Linked DNA regions of Mus musculus: region 2 is linked to region 1. The links are chromatin contacts, called in public Hi-C maps. All regions are on one chromosome and are shown on one strand. The core of a region is the stretch at or near the end of the contact, and the rest is flanking DNA. Distances in the headings are between cores, read along the strand shown.

Region 1 (5,249 bases), core at 1,671-4,170:
GTTGACATAAAGCGATCTTGCACACTCTGACTCCCAGCCATTTGGTTTTGTGTGAGCTTACAGCACTAGGCATGAATTCCCCTCGAGACACAACCTTAACACCAATCAGAAAGTTGGTTGCGCCATGAAACTTCATGCCACTATTGCCTGCCCTATCTTGCCTGGCACTTTCATCGTGTAGCATGCAGGGTCCACAGCTGAGTAGAACTTTGGACCACAACGCTCCCCAGCAGTCTTCAGACACCTTCCAGCACTCTAAACGCTAGTCAGCAGACAGGGAACACGTCTAGTTCAGTTCCAGCTTTATGTCTCCAAGTCTTACAACCAAAGTGCATGGCATCTTCAGCAACTGGGCGTTAGTATCTAACTTTGGCAAGCACCCAGCAGCAGTGGCAATAGCCTTTCTCAGTTTTGAAATATCTAGGACCTCCTAGGGTCAATAGCCCACATGGCTCTGGGAACATCTCTTTCCACCCACAATTGGTACCTTCACTCATGCTTTAACCGGGGTATTGACACATGTAGGCACAGGCTACTGCAGAACTTTCTTTTGGTCGCAGTGGGTATCATGACTCAGACATAAGCTTCCTAGACTTTCCCCGCTGTGTCTGACCCAGTGTGAACTGACTTCCATCCTTGCACCTTAGTCTCTCAAATGTTTCTAGATCTAGAGACCACTCAGAAGCATTATTCTATCCATATAATGAAACACTGATTGATCGATTGACTGATAGAGTCTCACTATGAAGCTCTAGCTGTCCTAGAATGCACTAGGTAGACCAGGCTGGCCTCAAGCTCAGAGATCTGCTTCCTGAGTTCTGGGATTAGAGGGGTTCACCACCATGCCCAGATTACAATAAAACATCCTTTTAACAGAAGATGTCACAAGTTCCAGGCCAGCCAGGGCTACACAGTAAAAAAAAAAATTACTTTCCTCCATCTCATGTCCCTTCCGTTACACTTAGGGGTAGCCACTGTCAGTGTTGTCCCAATATCTTTGCACACAAAAACATCGCTGAGCACAAATGAGTAACATACTTTATACAATAGTCCACACATTTTTTCCTGCAGATAAATACTATAATTACTTAGCACTAGAACATAAATAACTTGTTTTCTTGCCTAGTCGCTATCTAAACCAGACTGGTCTCAGAACTCATAGGAGGTCTGCCTACCTCTGCCTCCCACTTGTTAGGATAAAAGTGTACACTACCAGGCCTGGTTTATTACTAATTTGCAGTTATTTAAGACAGGATGTCATGTAGCGCAGGCCAGCCTTGAATGGGTCCTCTTTTCTCTCTCACCTGCTAAGTTACACACTATGACACACGCTGGAACGCCTTGAGGATTGTTTCCATATTAAAATAAGCTCCACAAACTAGCCTTTCCAGGGACAGCTCTAGAAAGGAATTGCTGGCCAAAGGGAATGTCCATTCTTAATACTTATGCATTCCCTTGAGTGTTTGGTTTAACTTCCTATATTCATTTCTGCCAGTGCATTCCAGACTTCATATTCCCCAGTGGCATTCTAAATTACTCAACTTTCCTTGATTTGAGGTATAATCCCCAAATTGTGCTTTTGTTGTTGTTGCTGTTTGTGTGTTTTTTTTTTTTTTTGTTTTGTTTTTTTTGCCTGGCCTTGTTTTTTGTTTTTCGTTTTTTAAATTTTGTTTGAGACAGGGTTTCTCTGAGTAGCCAGGGCTACAGAACTAGCTATATAGACACGGCTGGCCTTGAACTCAAATCCTCCTGCCTCTGCCTCTGCCTCTGCATCTTCGGTGCTGGGATCAAACTCATTTGCCACCAAGGCCCGCTTCAGGTTCGGTTTTGGTAAGGAAGAGAGTCCCCTCTATTCTCGGAAGATTGTTAGAATAAACCGGCAAAAATTAAATCTGAGAAAAGCTGCACATATTTACTATGCATAGAAGGGGAAAACCACAGAAGATTACCATTCGTTTAATAACTTTCGCCCCAAGCCCCACCCCGAGGACTCAGTGGTGACCTTGAACTTCCCACCACCCAGCCTGGTTTACGGCAGTGCTGGAGATGGAACACAGCCAGGGCTTCCGGAGCAAACCTGGCAAGAGCGCTGCAGTCCGGGCCCTGCAGACCCTTCCCTATAAGGGGAAGGTCGTCTTCAGCCTCCTTTTGGTAAACAAAGACTGACACTGGCACGAACTCAGGGGACGGGCCTTAGCGACCCTTAGCGCGGTGTGGCCTACTCGGGTGTGGCTGCGAGCAGCCTGAAGGCAGTTGTGTTCTTCACGCGATCCGGTTTACGGCGGAAGGGATTCTGTCACCTTTCCTCTCCTCAAGAGTGGTAGTGGTGACAGGAAATGTAGCCAGGCCCTTCTCATTACCTCCGGCTCAACTCTCTCTGCATTCTGCCCCCCCCCCCCCCGCCATGTCTGGGGTGTGGCTCTGAGCCTCTGCGGGTGTACAGGCTAAAGCTGCAGTATGCACGCTCCGGGCACTTATGTAACCTGTGCTTTCCACACGTGGGCAGCCACACTTCTGGAGACTGAGGCTCTTAGCTATTTTTAACTGCCTCCCTCCTCTGCACTCGGTGACTCCATCCCAAGCCGGTCGCCGCCGGTTTGCAGGATCTCACCGTCTCTGTGCAGCCGCCCGCGGGGCAAAGGGACAGGCGAGGGGTGACAGGAGCCCGACCTGCCCACCACGCCCCGCTGAGACCCCGGAAGCCTGCCCAGGACCCCCGGGCAGAGGAGTGTCACCCTCGCAGCCCCTAGCAACCGCCAGTCGTCCGGGCCGCCGGGCCCTTTTACGACGGCAGCCCCGCGGCGCGCACCGCCCCGAGGGCAGGCGGGGGGTGTGTCGACCGCGGCAGCCAATCCCGGACGCGCTCTGCGGTCTAGCGCGTTCTCATTGGTGGAGCGCCGAGCGGTCGTAAGGCTTCTCCGAGTGTCGTGAGGCGGGCGCTGGGGTGAGAGCGCCGAGGGCCTCAGCCGAGTCCACAGCGGTGTCATCTGTCTAGGTAGCGGCTTCACCGCCAACGGCACGGCCATGGCTGGAGCGCTGGTGCGCAAAGCGGCGGACTATGTCCGGAGCAAGGACTTCCGGGACTATCTCATGAGGTGAGCGTCATGGTAGGCCGTGGGGGAGCCGCCCGCTGCGGGAAAACCCTGCGGCGCCGTGCCAAGGTAGGAGAGCGGCGCACGGGTGGAACGCGCTCCTACCGGTGCCCGAGGGGACGGCGCTCCCGAGGGTACAGCAAGTGACCGAGGGGATGGCGCTCCTACCTGTGACTAGGAGGGCAGAAGGGACAGCGCTCACACCCGTGCCTGAAGGGACAGCAGGACTCAGGGGACGTAGCTCCCACCCGTGACCTAAGGGACCGCAGGTTACTGAGGGTACAGCGCTCTTGGTTAAGGCGACCTAGGGAATGGCAGGTGACAGGGAACAGCTCCAGCCCCGCGAACTGAAAGACATGGTGTGACTGGGGACCCCGCCCCAACCTGTGCCGGAGGGGACGCCTCTCCCACCCATGCCCGAGGGGACAGCGCTCCCACCCGTGACTGAGAGGACGACAAGTGACCGAGCGGACAGCGCTCCCGGGCAGGACGACCCAGGGAATGGCTGGTGACAGGGAACAGAGCTCCAGTCCTTGACTGAAAGACGCGGTGTGACTGCAGGGACGCCGCTCCGGCTCGTGACCGACCGGACGAACACCGCTCCTGGGCAGGCAGTCAGGATGCCCTTGCGTGGGTTGACGTGGGGACACTGGGTGCTACCATCCCCCTCCTCGTCTCCCGGCCCGGGACTTGGCGGGAGCGGTGCTGGAATGTGCCGGGATCCGGGTAATGGGAGCTAGAATTTGCAGCACAGAGGGCGGGGTTTTTTTTTTTTTTTGGTTTTTTGTTTGTTTTTTTGTTTGTTTGTTTTCCATTTGACGGTGCTTGGGGGAGGGGGACCGGACAATCATGTGTCGCAGCCACGCAGTGCGTCTGAGAAGAGGCATTTACTTGCAAGGTGTGTGTCCCGAGGGCTTGACATTGAGAGGTTGAAGAAGCACTTTCCAGAATTCATTTTCAGTTATAATTTCCTGGTGCCTGATTCTATTTTAAGGATCTCACAAAATTTAGAAACCGATTACAATATTTCCAAGCATAGTTTTATTTTCTTGTGATTTTAAAGTTAGATAAGTGGAGGGCTGCTTTTTAATTTTCTTCTCAGTGGTCAATACCGAGCCTGCCAGTGGTGGCATTCGCCTTTAATCCCAGCACAAGGGAGACAAGCTGGAGGATCTCTTGAGTTCAAGGCCAGCCAGTCTACAGTAGTATTGTAGTTAATAGTAAATACTTAGTGCCTTGAGTTTCTACAACTGTCTTACTCATCCGTCTTCACCATCTTGATTAATGTCTTTTCCTTTGCGAGGCGCTTCTGTTTCCCTGGGACCCGCCTTCATGCCTGGGCTCAACCCCCAGTGCACCGTGCTGCTGCACTTGATTTTTGATAAGACTCAGATCAAGAACTTTCTATATTTCTAGGTCTGTTTTCTTAACAGTCCCTCAGTCCCTCCCCCACCCCCGTTCTTTTTTGTTTAATATTGAGTCTCAAACTCAGGTCCTGTGCCTTAAAAGGCCTACAAAGTTATACCCTCAGCCCTCGATTCTTTTTTTTTTTTTTAATTTTATGTATTTGATGTGAACCTGAGTATATGTACCTATGGAGGTCAGAACAGGCATCCTGGAACAAGCATGCAGACAGTTGAGAGCCTTCATGTAGGTCTGGCAATGAAAACCAGCTCTTTTGTAAGAACAGTAGCGTCATTACCTGCTGAGTCATTGAGTCATATATCTCCCCCCCCCCCCCCCCGAGACAGGGTTTCTCTGTGTAGCCCTGGTTGTCCTGGAACTCACACTCTGTAGACCAGGCTCAACTTCAAACTCAGGAATCCTCCTGCCTCTCCGCCTCTCTCAAGTTGCTGGGGTTAAAGGCGTGCGCCACCACTACCTGACTCCAACCACTTTCTTAGTTTTACTTTTGGGTGCTTTGTTTTAAAGATTTATATTTTTTTATGTATATGAGTACAATGAAGCTGTCTTCAGACACACACAGAAGAGGGCATCGGATCCCACTACAGATGGTTGTAAAGCACCATGTGGTTGTTGGGAATTGAACTCAGGACCTTTGGCAGAGCATCGCTCCAGCCCTGTTTTGTTTTTGAGACAGGATCTCTACATATCTCTGCATGTCTTGGAACTCATTAGACCAGGCTGGGCTTGAAT
Region 2 (5,249 bases), core at 1,497-3,996, 4.6 Mb after region 1:
TCAGGCAAGCCTAGAATTTGAGATTCTTCCAAGTCAACCTCTTGACAGCAGGAATTATTGACCCTTGTCACCAAAAACAACTGATCTTGTTCCCCCACCCCCTCTATTTTTAAACAGGATCTCACTATATATCCCCAACTAGATGGAACTTCCTTGGTAGACCAGATTGGTCCTAAACTCAAGAGATCTGCTTCTACCATACCACACCAAATTTTTGTTTCTTTTCTGCTTTCTTTTTTTGTTTCTTGAGACAGGGTTTCTCTGTGTACCCCTGACATTCCTGGAACTCACACTGTAGACCAAGCTGCCCTTGACCATGGAGATCTCTTGCCTCTGAGACCTCCCGAGTGCTGGGATTAAAGGCATGCACCACCATTCCTAGCCGAATGTTTACCTTTTAAGTAAATACATAGAAATACAAGTACCGAGTCTGAGGACGCCTCCCACGGGGTGGGCTGGTAGACCATGAAGTTGATTCCTGCTTCTAAGCACCGCTGTGCCAGCACTCGCCCAATGCTCTCACAAGCCACCACGTTTCTGGTACTATAAAGGTGTTTTTTAATAGCCCATTCTCGAGTGGATGCTGAAACAACAACCTGGCCGTTAAGATGCTCAACAAATGCTTCTACGTGATGCTGAGTCTTTACAACTCGCAACCTAAACGGGGAGAAAAGAGTTATAAAACAATCTATTAACAAAAAGTTGGGCCACTTAAGGTGAATAAACGCCTACGTGTTCTTCAAGAATTTGGTGAGCCCACTGTTAAGACAGTTCAATGGGTAAAGATGCTTCCTACCAAGGCCAACAACCTGCATTCAACCCCCAGGGCTCACAAGGTGGACCATGATCTAAGTATATGCGGTATATGCATGAACCTGTGACTATATGCACATACCAATCAACTGAAAAAAAAAAAAAAAAAACAATAAAAACAAACTGGAATGGGATTTGTTGATGCCCTCTTCTGCTGTGTCTGAAGACAGCGACAGTGTACTTACAACAATAAAAATGTGTAATTACAAAAAAACCAACCAAATAAACAAAAACCAGAAAAATCCCACTGTAACAAAAATAATAACCACCGTAAAAAGATAACCCCTACAATGATAATAATGTAGTTTAAATAGTTGAATTAAGAGCTGGAGAGATGGCTCGGCGGTTAAGAGCACTGACTGCTCTTCTAGAGGTCCTGAGTTCAATTCCCAGCAACCACATGGTGGCTCACAACCATCTGTAATGGGATCCGATGCCCTCTTCTGGTATGTCTGAAAACAGAGACAGTGTATACCCATACACAAAATAAATAAGTCTTAAAAAAAAAAAAAGTTAAATTAAAAAAAAAAAAAAAAAAAAGACATACAGCCGGGCGTGGTGGCGCATGACTTTAATCCCAGCACTCGGGAGGCAGAGGCAGGTGGATTTCTGAGTTTGAGGCCAGCCAAAAAAAAAAAAAAAAAAAAAAGACATACATTTAAAGCATCTAGCATAACTGCTTGTAAATCCAATGCTTTCAGTTAGTAGCCATCTTGGGGCTGGGGAGTGCAGTTCAGAGGTAAAGCACTTGCTTTGTGTGATGAAGGTACTCATCTAAACTGCGTAGTTCTCCCAAAATAAAATTTAACATTTATTTCCATGTGTATGATTATTTTTGGGAATGTATCGCTGTGTGCCAAGGTCAGAAGAGGGTGTCAGATCCCTGGGAACTGGAATTACAGACCATTGTAAGCTGCCTGGGTCCTCAGTGAACTCAGTAAGTGCTTTAAATGAATACAAATTTTAAAATGTATTTCATAAAATGTTTCTATTAATGAACTTTTAACCTTTATTCCCCCCATTAAAAAATCATTAAGGCTCAAACTTTACCCTAATGTGCACGCTAATAACTAATTCTACTTAGCACTCTATTCTGTAACAGCTTACACACACACACCTTTACTTACTGAACAGGTAGGTACACAGGCCTGTCAGTTCCAGACACTCAATCCCAGCCTCCTAGCCTCCTTTGCTAGAATAGCCTTCATGGCAAATGATTTCGCGGCTTCCTGTCCTTTAGATCTCAGCTTTTTGACATGTCACCTTCAGAGAGGCCTCAGGACATAGCCGCTTATTCTCAAATTACCGTTTAAGTTTTCTTCAAGGCAACTAACTAGTTGCTTGCTCCAAGGTCGCTTTCTACCCACATGTCATCTTCCTGACACATCCCGAGGCTTACCTGGCAGGATCAGTCAGGGGATTGGTGAAATTGGTAAGGTGCTAAGCACAGCTTAGTCAGTCACAAGCCGACTTTAATTACCTGTGCCAGAACTCACGGTTAGGCCACACGGTAGCCCAGCCCCGTTCTTTCCGAGCTACCCCTAAGAGCTCCAGATTCCGAGGGTTCCGGTTGGTGAACTCCGGGGCCACCGCTTCGTTTTCCTTACTCTCCACGTCGGGCTGCACGGCCGGCACGGAACTGGTTGAGAGGGCTGCGAACCCACACTCTAGAAAATGAAAAAGATCACATGCATCTTTCACTTTCCCACATCAGGTACAAAATCGCATTTGCAAATGCACACGTACTGTGCACAGAGCGCAGGCAAGGAGGTGGGGCGAGATTAGTTACCCAGTTTCCTGCAAACTGACAGACATTTCCAGAACCGCGGCCGAAGCGCCATGGCTGACGGGACCTGGGCAAAGTCACACAGTGCCCTATCTTCCTTTGCTCAGGGTCGTCTCGGGGAACAACTAGTCGCAGCCATGTTAACTGTGGGTAAAGCTACAAGGGCCGGCAGTACCTCGGTGTCTCAAGGACCCGGAACTAACAAGCTCCCTGGTGCTGAGTGGCCGAGTGAGCGATCGGTATCCCTGGCTCACCAATCACCGCAGACGTTGAGGCGGAGGGCGGGACACGCTAGCCGTGGCCAAGAGCCTGACTTCCGTTTTCCACTTTCGCGCCTTTCTTCTACTGTCTCTAGTTGACCCAGCGTCCCGCAGCCCCCTACTTCCGGCGTTTTCAGTTTTTCGCCCCGCCCAGCCCTCGTCTGTCAATCCCTACCGCTTTCCCGGCAGACCTTGCGGTTGGTGGAGCGTGGAGAGCGCGCAGGGCGTGTTACCCAGCAGGCCCCGCGGCATCGCTCGGGCCTTTCCACGCCGTGGTCCCCGCCGTGGTGGCCGTTAAACGGTCTCAGAGCGGAGCTATCGGTTGTCTGCGGCCGTAGTGAGCTTTGCTTCGTTTCCTGAAGATGGAGGGTCCTTTGTCCGTGTTCGGGGACCGCAGCACTGGGGAGGCGGTCCGCTCCCAGAATGGTAAGGGCGAGAGAATGGTAAGGGTCCAGCTCGCGGCGGCGCAGGCCGAAGCCCAGCCGCAGTCCGTAGGCCGGGGCTGTCCGCCGGGCCCAGTGAAGTTCCTTCAGGAGAAGCCCAGCCATCCCGGATCCGCCCTCACTAGCGGCCGGCTCGGCGCCATTGCGCCCTACCGTGTAAGGGAAGAATGTTCGAGAATGCACACGGTTGGGGGAGGCGTTCAAGATGGGTGTGGGCGTCCGTGCCCCAATACCTAGTAGAGGAGCTCCAGATAGACTTCTCCGCCACTCCCCTCTGCTCCTTTGTTGGGTTCCAAGCCGGTTGGAGCACCTCTGACATAGCCAGAAAAGAGTAGCTTTCACCGGTTCCATTGGCCCTTGAGAAGATGCTCATAGAATCTAGGTGGCTTTTGCGTTGCTTCCCTTCCCTGGTCTGGTTCTTGGATGCCCAGAATCTGCAGGTGACAGCTGCTCCCCCAGTAAAACGTAACGGAATGCAAACTGAACGTTATTAAGCGATACTTTTAGCTGCCTTTATCGTGGTTAACTTTAATACGAGTAAGCACGTGGTTTGCTGTGGTTGAATTTGTTCTTGAAAGCATTCCCTTGCAGGAACCGTGTTCTGTGTTGTGCTTTTTTTTTTTTTTTAAACAACTCTCTTAGAAATTACTACTACTTTATCCTGGTGAACTATCTAATATTCTTACTAAACTTGCCAGAGTCTGAAGAGAAAGGCTGAACTTAAAGGGTTTTTTCCCCCCTAGTGTAGTAGTAAGGAATGAACTTAAGATTGCTTATAATTTGAGGCATTAAAATCTTTGCAATCGGTGATATACCAATACTAAATAGAAAAAAGAATAGTTAACCTTCACTGGTCCTTAAGTAAGTGATTCCCCCCCCCCCCCACACACACACACACACACACACACAGGGTTTCACTGTATAGCTGTGGCTGTCCTGGAAGCAACTTTGTAGACCAGGCTGGCCTCGAACTCAGAAATCTGCCTGCCTCTGCCTCCCGAGTGCTGGGATTAAAGGCGTGCGCCGCCACACCCGGCTTGATTTTTTTTTTTTTAAATAGTAATTACAGACTTTAGATTTTAGCAAATCATAGGTAGTTGAGTGTCATAGTTTATGTGTTGTTCTAATTAGTTTTCACTGTTCATCTACAGTTATGGCTGCAGCTTCTATTGCCAACATTGTTAAAAGTTCTTTTGGGCCAGTTGGCTTGGATAAAATGTTGGTGGATGATATTGGTGTAAGTATATATCTAATTGCTCTTGCTTGCCTTGATAAAAGTACATTGTTTTAAATTTCAAAAAAAAATCTTTGGTAAAGTCTTTGTTTTTACCTGAGTATGGATGGCATCCTAGAGCTTGGTTTCTGTGTTGACCACTTATTCCTTCATATTTCTTAGGATGTAACCATTACTAACGATGGTGCCACCATCCTGAAGTTACTGGAGGTAGAACATCCCGCAGCCAAAGTTCTGTGTGAGCTGGCTGACCTGCAAGACAAAGAAGTTGGAGATGGAACTACCTCAGTGGTGAGACGCTACCAGGAAATGGCTAGAGAATAGTCAATTTATTAGAGTTGAATCCATGAGAGAGTCATACTCTAGGTCAGAAATAAGTCACCTTTTAAGGCAGTCTCACAAACTTTTGAAAACTAACCATTGTAACTAGTTTGTGTAATTTAAGTAAGGGAAGAACTTAAGGTGATTAAATAAATACAAGCTTGTTTTAAATACTGGAGTCTCGTGAATTTGGAGCCTTATTTAAACCTACTTAACCATGATGATGTTCATGTAGAAAATGTTACCAGGTTTGGACTTTTTTCTTTGTTGTTTAATAGATACTTTTGTATTTTAAATGTGAACAAGAAATCTTTGGAATTCAAAATAGAAATTTGCAGAAGTTAATTTGCTACCATATAGTGCTAATGGCTAGTCAGCAAACATGGCGAATA

The links. A called contact is a pair of places that touch in the nucleus more often than the background predicts.
Region 2: a contact with region 1 is called in a Hi-C map of B cells, with 5 read pairs. The contact joins the promoter of Mrpl18 here to the promoter of Mpc1 in region 1. A contact is called at or near these places in 1 of 39 promoter capture datasets (cranial neural crest) and 1 of 484 Hi-C or Micro-C datasets (B cells).

The regions. Positions count from the first base shown.
Region 1 is chr17:8,280,867-8,286,115 of GRCm38.p6, forward strand. Mpc1 (mitochondrial pyruvate carrier 1) reads left to right here and starts at 2,921. Exons shown (of 5, transcript NM_018819.5): 1 at 2,921-3,095. The coding sequence starts at 3,025.
Region 2 is chr17:12,913,345-12,918,593 of GRCm38.p6, forward strand. It overlaps Mrpl18 (mitochondrial ribosomal protein L18), which reads right to left and starts at 2,747. Exons shown (of 4, transcript NM_026310.3): 1 at 2,603-2,747; 2 at 2,294-2,480; 3 at 426-657. The coding sequence starts at 2,654. It overlaps Tcp1 (t-complex protein 1), which reads left to right and starts at 2,985. Exons shown (of 12, transcript NM_013686.4): 1 at 2,985-3,285; 2 at 4,454-4,539; 3 at 4,699-4,827. The coding sequence starts at 3,222.